Linked DNA regions of Triticum aestivum: region 2 is linked to region 1. Evidence: chromatin contacts called from public Hi-C data. All regions are on one chromosome and are shown on one strand. Each heading gives the region's core, a stretch centred on a gene start, on an enhancer-like site or on the middle of the called end of the contact. The rest is flanking DNA. Distances are from core to core; before and after follow the strand shown.

Region 1 (7,391 bases), core at 1,864-4,363:
ATTTTGTGATATCAGCAATCTCGTTGTCATTGGTACTTTTGACAGATTCAGATAGACCAGCAGTGTTCTCCTGAAACAAATAACAAGATTTAGTAACTCTACAAGAGAAAGAGAAGCCCACTGATAAATAAATAAATACACAGAAGGAAAATCTGACCTTCGGTGGAACAAATGCAGCTTCTCTCTTTCTTTTCTTTTCTTCTGATTTCTCTGATTGCTTATCTAGCTTCTCTTGCCATTTCTTAGCTGACTTCTTCTTGTCACTCATGAAATACTCACCACTCTCCAGTTCAAGATCAATCTACATCCAGATTGACAAATTAAGCAATGGTTTCACATAACTAAATAAAACTATCCAGCAGAAATGAACATTTGGAACCCCCCAACAGTACAAGAAAAAAAATATATTGCCTACATGTTTTGCTTCACTCAAATTTAAATGGGGCGTGTTACGCGTTCGCCCAAGCGGCCGAGCGCGCCCCACCATTGCAACACGGATCTTGTTGCAGAATTATTTCTGCAACACATGTCGTGTTGCAGAAATTTTTTGCAACAGTTGTTTTGTCGCATTTTTTTGCAACTGAGTTTTTGTTGCAAAATATTTTTTTGCAACCAAGGTCTTGTTGCAGAAAAATTTCGCAAGAGAAGTTCTGTTGCAAAACGTAGACCACTGCAACACTACATATGTTTCAGAAACATAGCTCCTGTTGCAGAAGCGCGTTCGACAAAGGATGGTATGCAGGCTCTCGCTGGGACACGTGTAACGCAGGGGAGGTGGCGGACGCGGCCGCTGCGATCCGCCGGGTGATGGTAAGAGTTTCCCAATTTAAATAGCTTGGAAAATAACATTAATGAATTATCTGCATAGGATGGACAGCTGCTGATGCTATTAAGACAAGGGTGCAGGACAAGACCGCAAACCACATAACAAGTCATGAATGAACTGGTGAAATCAGTATGGCAAACTGTACAACAACCCTGGAAACAATGAGTGAAACAAACAATTGGCTTTACCTTGCTAGGCTGCTGAGGCGGCGGAAAGGGTGTGTATTGTTTTTTCTCCTTAGTATTGGGCTTCTTTTGCTTGACATTCTTTCTGGAAAACAGAAAATAATGAAGTGTAAGATGCACAATGTACCTTTTAGAGATAGTAACTTCCGAGCAGAAATATGATGCAAGTTCCTTACTTCTTAAAGCTCGGTAGAAACCTGTCCCAACTTTCAGTGGCTAGGGCAGGATTTTTAGCCAGCTCACGTTTAATAAGGAGTTCCTGCTTAGTTTAATAACGCTCCATAAGAAATCATATTTTACATTCCTTAAGAGATTATATCTGAAAAACAAAACAAATCACCTTAATGTGGTACACTGGATGCTTTATGTTCTTTATGCAATCCTCTACAATCCTCCGGACTTGTTTCAGTCCCTTAAAGGAACCCATGGCAGCCACAGTATTTCCCTTTCATGATGGAAAATACGCAAATAATGGCAGTTAATAACACCAAGATACAGAGTTGAAGGAAGTGGACCCACAATGTAACTTTAAATGCAGTGCAAGGTAAGAAATGAAGCACACCTGTACTAAGATGTAGCAGCCAGTCAAAATCTCTATAGCCTGTAGTAACATAAAACATGTTAAGAAAGGGGTGTCTTGTTCTGAAAGAGATTCATCCATATGACAGCAACCATGTGAGATATTTACCTTAAGGGTGGACAGGTTAGGGCCCAAAAGGCGTTCTCTCCTTTTGACAAATCTTTCCTGTGGATAGCACACCGTTAGTTTACTGAAACCATCCAAAAATAGTTTACTGAAGCTACAAGATTACTTCATTAACATTGGCAACAGAGCACAAATAAGTCCTGATGCCACATACTAACAAGTGATTCTCAGTGCAAACTTAATAAGAATAATTACATAATACACTGGATCACAAAAAGAATCCTATGTGATTGGTTTCGTCATTTTACTTTTGGCAATGCAATTGCAAATCTTGTCTTTGCAAAGTTTCTCCTAGCAGAATATTAAGGTAATCAAGATAAAATCAAAGCAATCCCTTCAAACGAACCAAGAGGTACAAAACTGAAGTTGAACAATGAAACAAAGTGTACCTTGTTTCTTATGATGCTACCAATCTTGACAATATCACAGTTCATCTCATCATTGAGCACTTTAATTGCCTGTGGGAAAACACAATAGAAGTTTATAGATGAAACTACTCCTGAACAAGGCGTCAAGGTGTGTTGGTGACCATACAATAGGTGCAGGCAGAAGTAGGCCACAGGTGGCAAAAGTTGGATAGGGAAACCGCCCCCCCTCACAATTTCTATACAGCCGCCACAAGGCATATAATTAATAGGAATTGCATAACAGTTAAGGCTTGGTAACAGAAACAATGCATACTTGGGGTGCAGGGACACTTCGCGACAAGAGCTTTATCAGGTCCCTGGCCTTAAGAATAATGTAGGGGTCCCTGGTCTTCCTGGTGGTGGAAACCGTCATGGATCCCTCCACCTATGCGCAAACCAAGAGAAATACCACAGAATCATGACACTACTTAAGATTAAGAACACTGCGAAGTCCAAACAATCATAACAAGTCAGTGGCATACCAAATTGAGCTCGCATGAGACTCCAAACTCCTTCAGTGCGCCCTTGACGATCGGCCATGTCTCCTGTAGATACTTCTCTGCGCCCCCAAACAACAAGCCGCCTCAATCCACGGATTCGGTGACTAGAAAACTGCAACTAGCTCCTAACGAGCAGCAAGAGAATGAGGGTGAGGGCGGGATTGGGCACCTCGGTATTGGGGGAAGAGGGTGGAGAAGGAGCTGACTTCCAGCAGGCCGCCCTCGTTCCAGGAGGGGTCGAACTTCTCCACCGTCCAGCGGTCGATGTTGGGGTCATCGTCCCACGGCTTCTCCTTCTTGTGCTTCCCCTTCCGCTGCCAGTTCTTCCCCTCCGTACCTTCGGCCGCCGCATTCGCTTCGTCCGCCGACGCCATGACGGCCGGGAGGGATAGGATTTAGGTGGGTTTCGAGGTAAAGGGGCTCGAGGAGGCGGTGGTGTCCAGGCTGCGAATTAGGGTTGACGATTGTACTGCCGCCGACGCGAGGGAAGGAGAGTGAGGGGGGATTAGAGGAGTGGGAGGGTTTGGGCTTGGGCTTGGGCCTTCCGGATTTCGGCCTAGCTGCCCGACGCTCAAAAATTAAAAGCCCAACACTGATGTCTGATATACGTCCGTTCCTTCTCTTTCCACGTGCTCCTTCGCCGTTGTCTAAAAAAAACGTGCTCCTTCGCTGTAGCAGAGGTGGTCCACCGTAGTTCACGTCTTGGACTTAACATTGATGCTTACATTTTTCTGAATTTATTTCCTGGTTTTCGGTAATGTGAGTTCAGTTGGAGGAGACGTTTTCGTCGACTACGAAAACGTGTGTGACGACTTCGTCAATCTTAAGATGATGTGCCGGTTCAGTCTCTCGAAGGTGTTCATAGAGGTAGGATGTGCGTGTGTGCGTGCATTCACAAGAGTGAGTGTATATGAGTGATTTTGATTGTACTATGTTAAAAAAAAGGTGGCGGTGGCGCACGTAGGTCGCGAGAAATTAGAAGGAACGGGAGGAGGAAGATGCGATAAAGAGTGGAGATGAACGACACCAAGAAGGGCATCTGTGTGGGCAAGAGAACGACGGTAGCAGCGCCGAAGGCGCACCTATGGCTTGTTAGAGAGAGGGGTTGGGAGGGGAACGGATGCGGCCTAGTATTTATTTTCACTAAATGACCCTCCAAGAAACTTAATCCACTCTCTTACCCCCAAAAGTTATTTTAGAATTTGGGCCCCTCATTTGCACCTAACCATCAGGCGCTTGCTATACATGTGAAGGCGCCTTATGTCAAGGTGTCTTTGACCTCCCCTGGCCCACGGTCGTTAGTTTGTGTCGCCAGTGTGGCACTTACTTGCCCCGGCTGATGGAAAGGCGCAATATCAATATTGGTTGTGGCGACAAATCGCTAGGCGCCTTTCACAATTTTCATGCCTTTTATTATGCACCTTTCACGGCTTGTACGTCTTTTATTAGGCGCCTTTGCAACTCGCCATGTCTTTGTATTAGGTAGTTTTCATTTACATATATTGGCACCTCGGACGTTTTTCTTGGCTACCACCATAGTGATATGGATCCTCTAAGTGCATCTAGTTGTTCTTGTCATGGTATTCAGTATCATTTCTTAACTAGTCTGGTTGTTTGTCGTGTCACATAAAAGTTGTCAGTCTCAAACATATTGTTTCGTAATTGGGGCTAAACATCTACAGTCTTCAATGGTCAAACTGATAGACGTGTATAGTAATTTGAACCCTCTGTTCTTTAATACCTGTCCCTACAATAGTTTCATGCCCCGTAAAAGCCCCAGGTCTGGCCCTCGCATCTTCCCCTCTGCATCACTACCTAGGATGAAGGTCGTCATTCCCCGCCGCCATATGTATTTGTAAGGTATCCATTTGGCAGTCACTTCCTTTTGTCAAATCTTTACTCTTTCCAGTCGTCAGCGGCTCCTGCTCTTGAAGTAACACCACCGAGGGCTCCCTTCATATCTGTATGTAGGTAAGTGCTTCTAGCGTTATGGGTGATCTCCCCTGAAGATCAGCATATTGTGAAAGTGAATCAGGTCACCTTTGTGTGTAGAAATCAACTTGAATTCTAACATTGTGACCCCTTTGTTGTAGTGTGAATGTTTTAGAATCTGTTTGAAGTAAGGTTGTAGAATTTGTTTGAAGTAAGGATGTAGTTTAAATTTGTTTGATGTCTTGTCTTGTATTGTATAGGGCTATGGAAAATTATTCTCCGGATCATACCATGGTTAGCATCTCCGAGTCAGATCCGGAGGCAGACTCTTCTGGCTTTGATTTTGGAAGGCCTACTCATCGTGCCAAGCGTCATTCTTTCTTCCACTCTAGGTCCACTTCTGAAAGGTAAATCAGAAAGTGGTCATTGCTACAAGTCTGTTCCGAAAAAATGGAAGGAGAAAGAAACACATAAGTAGCTGAAAGGTGGGAGCAAAGATGTGAATCACCTGGAGAAAAAGACGATGGACAAGGCAACTGTTGCTGAGGGAATAGTCATGAGCAACAAGAATTCACACCGTCCCAGCGAAGCCCAGAAATTTTTATGCGAGATGGATGAAGAAACGTTCGAGCCCACTCATTTAGTACTACCAAACAAGGTTGGAGCAAGGATGTTCAAAACCATTAATGGTAAGCACCTAGCGGTGAACCTGAGGGTTGGTCGAAGTTGCATCTGGGACGTGGAGGTGAAGAAGTCAGAGAAAACTATGTACCTTGATGAAGCCTTGATTTCATCAACGGTCAGAAGCTGAAGCCAGGATTCATTCTCCACTTCGAGTTGGCCCTCAAGTTTGTGAGGGAAGTAACCATCTTCGACAAGTCGATGGTTGAGACTCCTCTAAAATGTTTGGAATGTGGTGAGTGAAGTCAGCAATTTCTCTGCAATGTGGTTGAGCTATCTTAGATTATGTATTTCGCTTGTTCATCAACTGAAAGTTAAGACTTTGTGTTGGTCTTTCTGACTATTATGTCATGTTGTGTTACTTGTGTTGTATTACGTTTTGTACATGCTCTAAGTGTTGTTTATTTCTTCAAGGTAGGCCCTATGTCTGCCCTACGGACGACCAGGCGATGAGGTCTGATGTTGAAAGTGCTTAGTGGCAGCGCGCGTTGTCTGGAAACATATATCTTTTTGATCAGATGTTGAATTGAAACCCCGTGATGTTAGTGTGGGTCATGGCAAGCCCCCTTTGCCTACAACTCTGAATTGTATATTTTGATCAGGGGTTCAAACCTTGTTGTTATGTACTCTGAACTGTTTTTTTTTTTTTTTTTGCGAATACTGAACTGTATATTTTGATGAGGAGTACTCGTTAGTATGTTGTTTAGGTTTGATGTGTACCATTTCGGTTGTCAGCAAACCAAATATCAAGGTGACAAGCAGAAACTACCTAATACACCGTACAATTGCCGTGGATAATGCAAGATAAACCCATTTTATTTTGTCTTTCTGGTCCAACTCAATACAACACAAGGTTTGAACATGTCTGTGTCTTTTGGTTGACTGCAAAATTTTAGATAAAAAAAAGGACAAGTGTGACCTTTGTTGAAAACAAGCTGAGTATATATATAAAAAAACTTTTGAGAGCACTCAACGTTGTCTCTTTTACTGGGAAGCATCAATGTACCATTTTGCATGAATTTTTTCATAGCAGACACTAAAATGAACCGGCACAAACAGGGTTTCTTTTTTCTGTTTTTTATTTTACTGCTCGTCCCAAAATACCTTCTTTTGGAGTCTTCACCTTTTCTCTTTTTGAGATGAAGTTGGAGCCTACCCCACTCTATTGAAATTTGTTTTTTCGTTCTTTCTCTGTTGTGAGTACACATTATAGACAGAAAATAGTTGCTACACGTTGGCAGTGCAGAATTTCGTTCTTTCTCTACATTGATTGTAATGACATCTTATATTATAGGACGGAGAGAGTACAATATTGTTGATCCCTTTAAATGAGCTTTTTGCAAAGCACATAGTCAATAGTTCCTTCCGAAAAAAAAGGAAAAAATAGGTCGGAACTTTCATTTTTCATTCATTCCCTGTACAGCGTGGTAGTCCTTCCTAAAACATGAGGACAAGTCATGTGCCGTTTGACGGTTTAATGTGTGATGTCGATTGCAGCTGCTTGATAGGTGGTCTAGCTTCTACTGCATTCACCGGTTGATGTTTATGTTACTTACCATCAGATTAAACAGTTAGCCCAGGACTGAGCTGTTTTTGTGCAAAAATTGCATAATAAGGTACGTTGACAGGGAGATAAAGCAACAATATCAGTCAAACATTCAGCCATCTAGAGGGTAACCATGCAGAAGATCAGGACATTTTCATCAACATCCATCATGTTCATCTGATGATCTGTAAAACAGGGTACATATGATGATCAGAGGAAGGCAACACCTGCAAGCACATCTTCTGCTACACATGTAACTTCCGACGATCATATCAGCTGCTCAGTCCTTTACAAGGCTCAATTATTATGCAGACACCACTACATTTACATGGCTGTTCTGAACCTGATGAGAATCAAGTGTGAACAGCCCAAAACCAAAAGGCTAAGGGGGTATACAGAAACACGCCAACACGCACCCCATACATCAGATTATCGGAAGTAGACCTATTAGCATATACACATACAGCTCTTGCAGACGACTGAAGAAACAAAAAAAGTAGGTGTGCCGTTCTTGCAAGGGAAGCAGACTAGCGGACGAAACTCCAGACATGGTCAGCTAGTCGGGTGAATTATGGGTATGTTAGGTTTTGCCCTTGGTCTTCTTTCTT
Region 2 (7,391 bases), core at 2,190-4,689, 600 kb after region 1:
CTTCGGTTAGAGCTAATCTAAAGTGAATAAGAAGCAAGTTGCAAATTCTGAAGGCCACCAGAGCACATCCTGATGGCAATGAATGGCATTGCCAAAATACATCAGTTCTATACCTCAAAAGGAGGGGGATTTACCCTCAAAAAAGAAAAAAGAGGGGGATTTTTTTTACGCATAACCCAAGAGAATGATCATCAACTGTCTTCTTTCAAGGAGTTGATGCACTTTGGCTCAGCTCTGTTCAATCACAGCCATCACCCTTCACCCTTCACCGTCAATAACTCAGTAGTTGATGGATACTGTCATGACAATGCAAAACCGACCGTCGCGATGGCGATGAGTAGGATCGCATGAACCGCCTGTGTAAACACAACCCAGGTGCTGGTTAGTCACGGTCTATGTAAATGCATATGCATGCGCTGATCGAGCAAGCGAATCAAGAAGCCGTACCTGCCGTGCTCCGTGTGAATCCGCCATGGGCGGCAGGTAGCCGCGGAGGCCGACGTTGTAGACCGGCGTGCCGTCGGGGTAGAACAGCCCGTAGTTGCGCTCCGACGCCGGGCCGGGCTTGAGGTTCTCGTTGAAGAGCGCGAACACGTAGACGTCGATGGGCACCGCCGGCCGCAGCGGCGTACCCTGCTTCATCTCTATCCTCCTCAGCAGGTTCCCGATGTACGTCCCGGCGTGCTGCGGCGTGGCGCCGATCTCGTCGGGGTCGCCCCGGGACGGCCACCCGGTCTCGGAGACCTTGACGTCCACGTCCGTGTGCCCCAGCGCCTTGATGGCCGAGTAGACGGCGTCCACCTGCGCGTACAGCATGTTGTCGTAGTTGAGCCCCGTGTTGGGGTCGGTGACGCCGGCGTTGGGCTGGAAGAGCACGTAGTCCAGCGGCACGCGCGCCGGGTCGTCCTTGTAGGCGAAGAACGGGTAGCAGTTGATGAGGAACGGGGCCCTCGTCGCCGACAGGAACTTGAGGAACGGCTGCAGGTGCGACACGGCGCCCGGAGCGAACGTGCCGGCGGAGGGCGGGTAGGAGACGCCCATGATGTCCAGCGAATGCGCGGTGGTGACGTTCACGCGGCCCTGCAGGCCGAGCGCCCCGAGCGCCTGGTGCACGGAGTGCATGGCGGGCAGGAGGCTGGCCTGCAGGACGGTGTCGTTGCCCTTGAACGCCTCGTTGCCCACGGTAATGCAGGTGATGCGCGCCCCGGCGTGGAGGTGCGGCACCACGTGCTGCTGGAGCCACGCCTGCGCCACCGTGGAGCTGACCATTGCCGGGACGTGCTCGTTGCCGATGCCGATCACGAACTCGACGCCCGTGCCGAGGAACGCGCGCAGGACGTGCGGGTCGGCGTCGTAGAGCTTCACCTTGCTGATCTTGATCGACCGGAGCAGCGTCGACACCCGCCCCGGCGCAGGGAGGTTGTTGGCGATCTGCCCGTAGTTGACGCCGATGGACAGGGCATTCGCCACAATCACATGCTCTGCAAAATTAATCGTTGGTCCGTGTCATCCATCAGTCATTTCTACACGGTGATCGGTACTATCGCCGCTGTTAATGTGAAATCCATTCATTTGATTCATCATTTTTCATAATTGCCATAAAAACATAGCGATTTATCAGTGTGTCACTGTCAGTTACCAAGCGTGCTTGTGTAGCCAGCACGAACTCATACCGTATGCCATCAGTGCAAGGCGATCGGAAGAAAAGAATCTATAGGTAGTAATATAATACAAACATACAGTTATATTCAGATGGAGATCGAGAGGGTGCGTGATCCAATGGAAGCAAGATTTCACTGGACCACATGGTCAAGTGGTGTGGCTGAACCCTACCAATAACTAATACCACCATATTAAAATCCAATTATTCCAAAATTCCACGTGCATTACTGGTGAAGTGGTGAACCCTTTACTTTCAACTATCGCCCAAGTTGCGAGCATACTAGATTTAATTAGCTGCAGACTGCGGAATAAGAAATGATAAAAGGCAGCCTTTCGGAGAAACTTTGTGGAGAAAGCAAGCACAGCTCAGGACCAAATCAGATGCGCGAAATTGGGAGAGAAAACAATGGAAATGCCAACGCGGGGTAATATATCATACTCCTATATGCTTGTAAAGAATGAGCCAAAGCTGATGCGTTTTGTTTTTTGTCGAATAACAAATCTCAGCGTATCATTTAAAGTTGACACTTTTTGTCGCCGCAGCCACAGTGGGCGGTGCATTACTTGCGGCATGGAGCGCCAAGATAGGGCCGCCATGTCGCCTCAGCTCAGCTGGGTAGTAGCCAAAACCACCAACACCTAGATATGACTAATCTCAGCAGATGCACCTACCAAATAATCAATGACAATTCCAGCAAATGCAACCACTACTGAAGTATAAGTACGTAGCAGCAAGTGGCGCCACTGATCACAAGTCGGCGGTGACGACTTGCAAAACGGTAACCCGGCCAGTTTATTTCCTGCAAATTTGAAAAGAAACCTCGAACACGGGGAGAAAAATATAGGCAAAATCGCGCAATCAGCAATGACGAAGCCAGGAACGAAATGGGTCGCTCGCAGTTAGAGCTCTAGATTGCCTAATGCCTAACACAATCACGACCAGTTAGAGCTCACCTAGATATAAAATGGACGCGCAACTCAGAAGGATCGAGCAAAAGATGGCCGACGATACATTTGACAAGAACAGAGCACGGAGGCGCTATTTCAGCAGTTGGCACGACGCGCAGGAGCTCTCTAGAGCTAAGATTATACTACATGATTTGGCACGCAGAATGGCGGAAGGAACTCACCTGTGAGGAGGACGGCGAGGACCAGGAGAACTCCGGCGGCCGCAGCGACGGGGGAAGCTGCCCTCGACGCCTCCCGAGCTGCCGCCATCCTTCCGATCCAGCCGCGCGCGTTCCAGGACCAGGGAGAAGAGCCAAGCGGGCAGAAGAAGCTAGGTGGAGAGCAAAAGCTAGCAAGGCCTCCCTGGCCAGGTGTGCTGACCTTATGCTTCACCGTCCGCCGTATCTGTGCGTGTGCCCGTTGGCTTGTGTTCTTCTTGGATCACGCGCGCGAATCGAATGGACTGGCGTAGGATTGACGAGTGGCCTATTTAAGCAGCGGGAGGGAGCCTCGGTTGCTCTGCTGCAATGCTGAGAAGCTAGCGGGTGGTGGTGTGGCTTGACTTGTGCGTACCGGTGGGAAGCACGGAGGAAGACGGTGGGAGGCAAGAGGGATATGACAGTGTGCTACTGCTACCTCCGCGTCGTCGGCTGCAGATCTCTGATCGGTCTTCCGTCTCTTTCAGGTCGCAGCTGCAGGAGCACGGCGTTATGCTGCCGGAGGGAAGCACGGTGGAAGCCGAGCTGGAGGTCACGTACTGTCTGTCCCAAGCTTTCCAACCACCCCGTGCGCTTATTTGCGTTGTGCTGCTGCTTGCAGTGCCAATGCATGGTTGTTGGGCTCTGGTGAGGTGAAAGCATGGGCTGCACCAAGAAGATTTGTGAGCAACTGAGCGGGGCATCTCTAACGACCTGTAAATTTCCTCCCACAGAGGACCACTCCGCATACACTGATGTGGAAGGCCACCGTTCAATTGTAGCCGCATACATTTCAAATTCATTTTCAACAAACCGAATGAAATTCATGCAAACAAGCCCGGATTTCATATCATGACGTAGTTCATACAAATCGGATGAAAACGGTTACATTTTGGACATATTTTCAAGTAAAAAGGTAAAACTATGTGCACGTACGGTCGCACGGACCCCCACTTCCACCACACGGATACACTACACTAGCCCATGGCCAGCCGCAACCGATCCGTTTGTCTTTCCCATGTCCGGCAGCCCGCTAACCGGACTGCCGGGAGTCCCGGAAGCATATTCTTTCCCCGTATCTTCCCTATATCCGGCTACGCCGCTCATCGTAGTGGCAAAGAGGATGATTCAGCCGGAGGAGAAGGGTGCTTCCGTGGAGTTCTGACGGGTGCCCAGGATGGTCCGAGATAAAGAAGAACCAGATAGGTAACGACGGTGGCCTTCCTAGGACTCAGGCGGCGGCGGCCTCCCGTGTTCTACTTCTCCTCGATGATGGCGGTGGACGTACTGGCTGCAACCTAGTCGACATCCGCGCAACTAGCTTCTTTCTCTGCCTGCTTGGCGCGGCTACGCGCGTTGACGACGGATGGCACGGTTGCATGCACTGGAGGCGCGGTACGACGCGTCGTCGTCGACGGTGCCCATGCCGCCATGCTCCCCTTCGTGCCTGCATGGAACAATTAGCCACTTCTCCGCGAGCTGGCTTGGAGAGGCGAGTAGCCGAACCACGCGCCGGCTTGGGCGGCAACTTGCTCCGTCGGGCTAGGCAAGGGAGATGGACCAGCCGAGCTGCCTCGCTCGTATCCACCGGGCTCGGTGGGTCATCGAGCCGACTTTTATGCCGGAGAACTGCTCTTCCTGCTCGTCGGATGTCATCGGAAGAGTGGAGAAAATGCTGGAAGGATGATATGGGGAGCGGCAGGGTGGTGCGATTCTTGCCCAGCGTCTGGCCTCATTTAAATAGAGGGCGGACGAGAGGACCTTGCCCGGTGTTGCGTTGATTTAATGCCGACACGCTCATGAACGGACGTGTGGTCAGAGTAGTTTTTTCGTCTTCCACATGGGTTTAATGGAGGCATTTGAATTCAGCAAGGATGCGTACGTGTTCAGCCGGGAGTGTAGCAGGCGGCGCCCTTGGCCGGCGCGCCGTTCAATGGCGTGCAGTAGGCAATGAGAGGTGACGTCCACCCTGAGTCGCCTTTAATGTGAAGCAGCACGCTCTAAGTGACATGAATGCGGGCAACTGGCAACGAGCGGGAAGCGCGCGTGGGAGGGGAAGGCATTTTTGGTGGGCCAGGGCGGTCAGAAGCGGGCATGATAGCAGTCCGAACTCCCGCAAACCTCCCCATGTTTGTCTTCGGTTTGCGGGAGAAAACACGTCTGAAGCACGCCGCGGACCGCTACATGACCACGTTGGATGCTTTTTGCGGTCCGAACAGTGATCCGGACTAATACGGGAGGTTTGCGTGTTGGTTTTGGAGATGCCCTAAGAGCATCTACAGTCGGACGCTCCAAACCAGTTTCATACGCCCGGGCGGGCCGCCCGGACACTGTCTGGTCATGATTTTTTGACCCAGACAGGCTCCATAAAAGGGCCTCAAACGCCCGGACCGACCGGCGCCCCCCATATCCTGCCCAAATATGGTGCGGATAAGGGGACGCCCGAGCGCACCGGGGCATGCCCGCCACATTGGATCCGACAGCCGGACCCCACCCCAAATTGCACCAAATCCATTCCAAAGACCGGTTGGATCCATTTGCTATCTCCTCTCTTCTTCCTCCTTTGCGTCGTCCATCTTGCGCTCCATCGCCGCGCCCGCTCCGCAGCCATTCCCAGGCTCTCCGCTGCCAGCTCCGGAAGAGTCCTCGCCACGGGGACGTCGTTGCCCTCTCGGACGCCACCGTGGTACGTCCGACAATTCTCCGGCTCCGCCCTTGCACTTGGTGTGTTCGACACATTGTTTGACTGGATTTTTTTGTGATTTTGTTATGTAAAACGATGGATTCCGATGCTTCATCGGATGAGGGGTATGGACCGACGGAGCTTGACCAAATTATTCAAGATGGGTTCTTCGATTCGTCGGATTCAGACGAAGAAGTAGACATGATTATCCTCATGAGCGTACAAGAGGAAATAGACCGGCAAGTGAAGCATATTCTCAACTTCAAGGGCTCAATCAAAGGGAGAAGAGGGATCAACCGGGACAGGATGTCCGGAGCAAAACTACTGCACAAGGACTACTTTGTTCCCAAACTTACTTTACCGAATGATCCATGGTTTCGTCGCCGTTTTCGCATGCGGAAACCATTGTTTTTGCGCATTGTAGAGGGAGTGGAGGCACACGACGACTACTTCAAACTCATAAGGATTGCTGCGGCCAACTCTCTTTCTCGGCCAAGCAGAAGTGCACGGCCGCTCTGAGGATGCTTGCACTTGGTACTGCTGTAGATGTCGTTGGTGAGATGGCAGGATGGGAGAGAGCACGTGACTGAAGACTATTGTCAAGTTTGCCTGCGTCGTGGTGGAGGTGTTTGGACCCGAGTATCTCAGAGAACCAAATTCGCAGGACACGGAGAAGTTGTTGGCTATTGGAGAGGCAAGGGGGTTTCCAGGAATGCTCAGATCAATTGATTGCATGCATTGGCAACGGAAGAACTGTCCCAAAAGTCTGCGGGGAATGTATCAAAGTCACACAAGAGAGGCAGTGACATCACATAACTTATGGATTTGGCATGCTTTTTTTGGAATGTCGGGTTCTCAAAACAACATCAACGTGCTTCAACGATCTCCGGCGTTCAGGAGACTTTGCAATGGGGAATCACCGCCATGCAACTACACCGTCAACGCCCGAGACTACAACATGGGGTACTATCTTGCCGATGATATTTATCCTCAGTGGGCGGCGTTTGTGAAAATCATATCCGAGCCATGTGGCCATAAACAGAGCCACTAACAACGCATAAAGCGGTTAGGAAGGATGTGGAGAGGACATTTGGTGTGCTTAAAGCTTGTTGGGGAATTGTGCGGAGCACTGCAATGATGTGAGAATCAGAAACTTTGTAGCAGCTGATGGCATCTTGTGTTATTCTGCACAATATGATTGTCGAGGATGAGGGTGATAGTGTAGCCCAAACCCATGATTTCGAAGCGCCTAGAGAATAAGTTGAAATCCCGGAAGATCAAGATGCGGCTCAGCTGATGAACTTTCTGCAGATGCATCAGAGTCTTCGAGATTAGCAGGTGCACGCGCAACTACTCAATGATCTTGTGGAGCACATGTGGACTCACAATAACAACAAGGAGACAATGTTTGAGTTTGGCACTTAAAATAAACTTTGTGTAAATGCTATTTATGTTTTGTACCAACATGTGCTATTTACGTGCGACATAGACTTATATAAGACGTGCATGTATTTACATGAATTTAAAAGTTTGAATTTAAGATATGTAATAAATACCAGGACGAAAATATGAGGGTCCGTCCGGATACACCCATGGACGTGCTCAGACGCGTTTACGGGTGTTCGAGAGCCCAGATTTACTAGTCCGGGTGTAAATGCTCTAGCAATGGTTGGCGCTAGCAATAGCAAGCAGAGGCAGGCGCGTCGTCGGTGCAGGAATGCGCGCGTGACGCCGATCCGTGTCATCCCTCGTCCGACTGGGTGGCACGTGTGAGCTCTGCTGCCTTGCCTCCTCAGACCCCACTGAAAAAGCGAAAATAGAAGGACCCCCGGATCCCAGATCCGAATCTGGCATTTCTCCGCGATCCAATCCAGCGGCTCAATGGCGGCCGCACTTACCGC

What was found. A called contact is a pair of places that touch in the nucleus more often than the background predicts.
Region 2: a contact with region 1 is called in a Hi-C map of leaf, with 6 times the contacts expected there. The contact joins the promoter of LOC123070368 here to the promoter of LOC123070363 in region 1. A contact is called at or near these places in 2 of 5 Hi-C or Micro-C datasets (both in leaf).

What each region holds. Positions count from the first base shown.
Region 1 is chr3B:461,040,366-461,047,756 of IWGSC CS RefSeq v2.1, forward strand. It overlaps LOC123070363 (KRR1 small subunit processome component homolog), which reads right to left and starts at 3,114. Exons shown (of 12, transcript XM_044493548.1): 1 at 2,794-3,114; 2 at 2,607-2,683; 3 at 2,399-2,509; 4 at 2,107-2,175; 5 at 1,700-1,756; 6 at 1,574-1,612; 7 at 1,352-1,456; 8 at 1,188-1,270; 9 at 1,015-1,096; 10 at 158-301; 11 at 1-70. The coding sequence starts at 2,998. It overlaps LOC123070364 (protein phosphatase 2C 50), which reads right to left. Exons shown (of 4, transcript XM_044493550.1): 4 at 7,012-7,391. The coding sequence ends at 7,364.
Region 2 is chr3B:461,638,696-461,646,086 of IWGSC CS RefSeq v2.1, forward strand. It overlaps LOC123070368 (glucan endo-1,3-beta-glucosidase 14), which reads right to left and starts at 3,440. Exons shown (of 3, transcript XM_044493556.1): 1 at 2,793-3,440; 2 at 448-1,481; 3 at 1-356. The coding sequence starts at 2,880. The coding sequence ends at 300.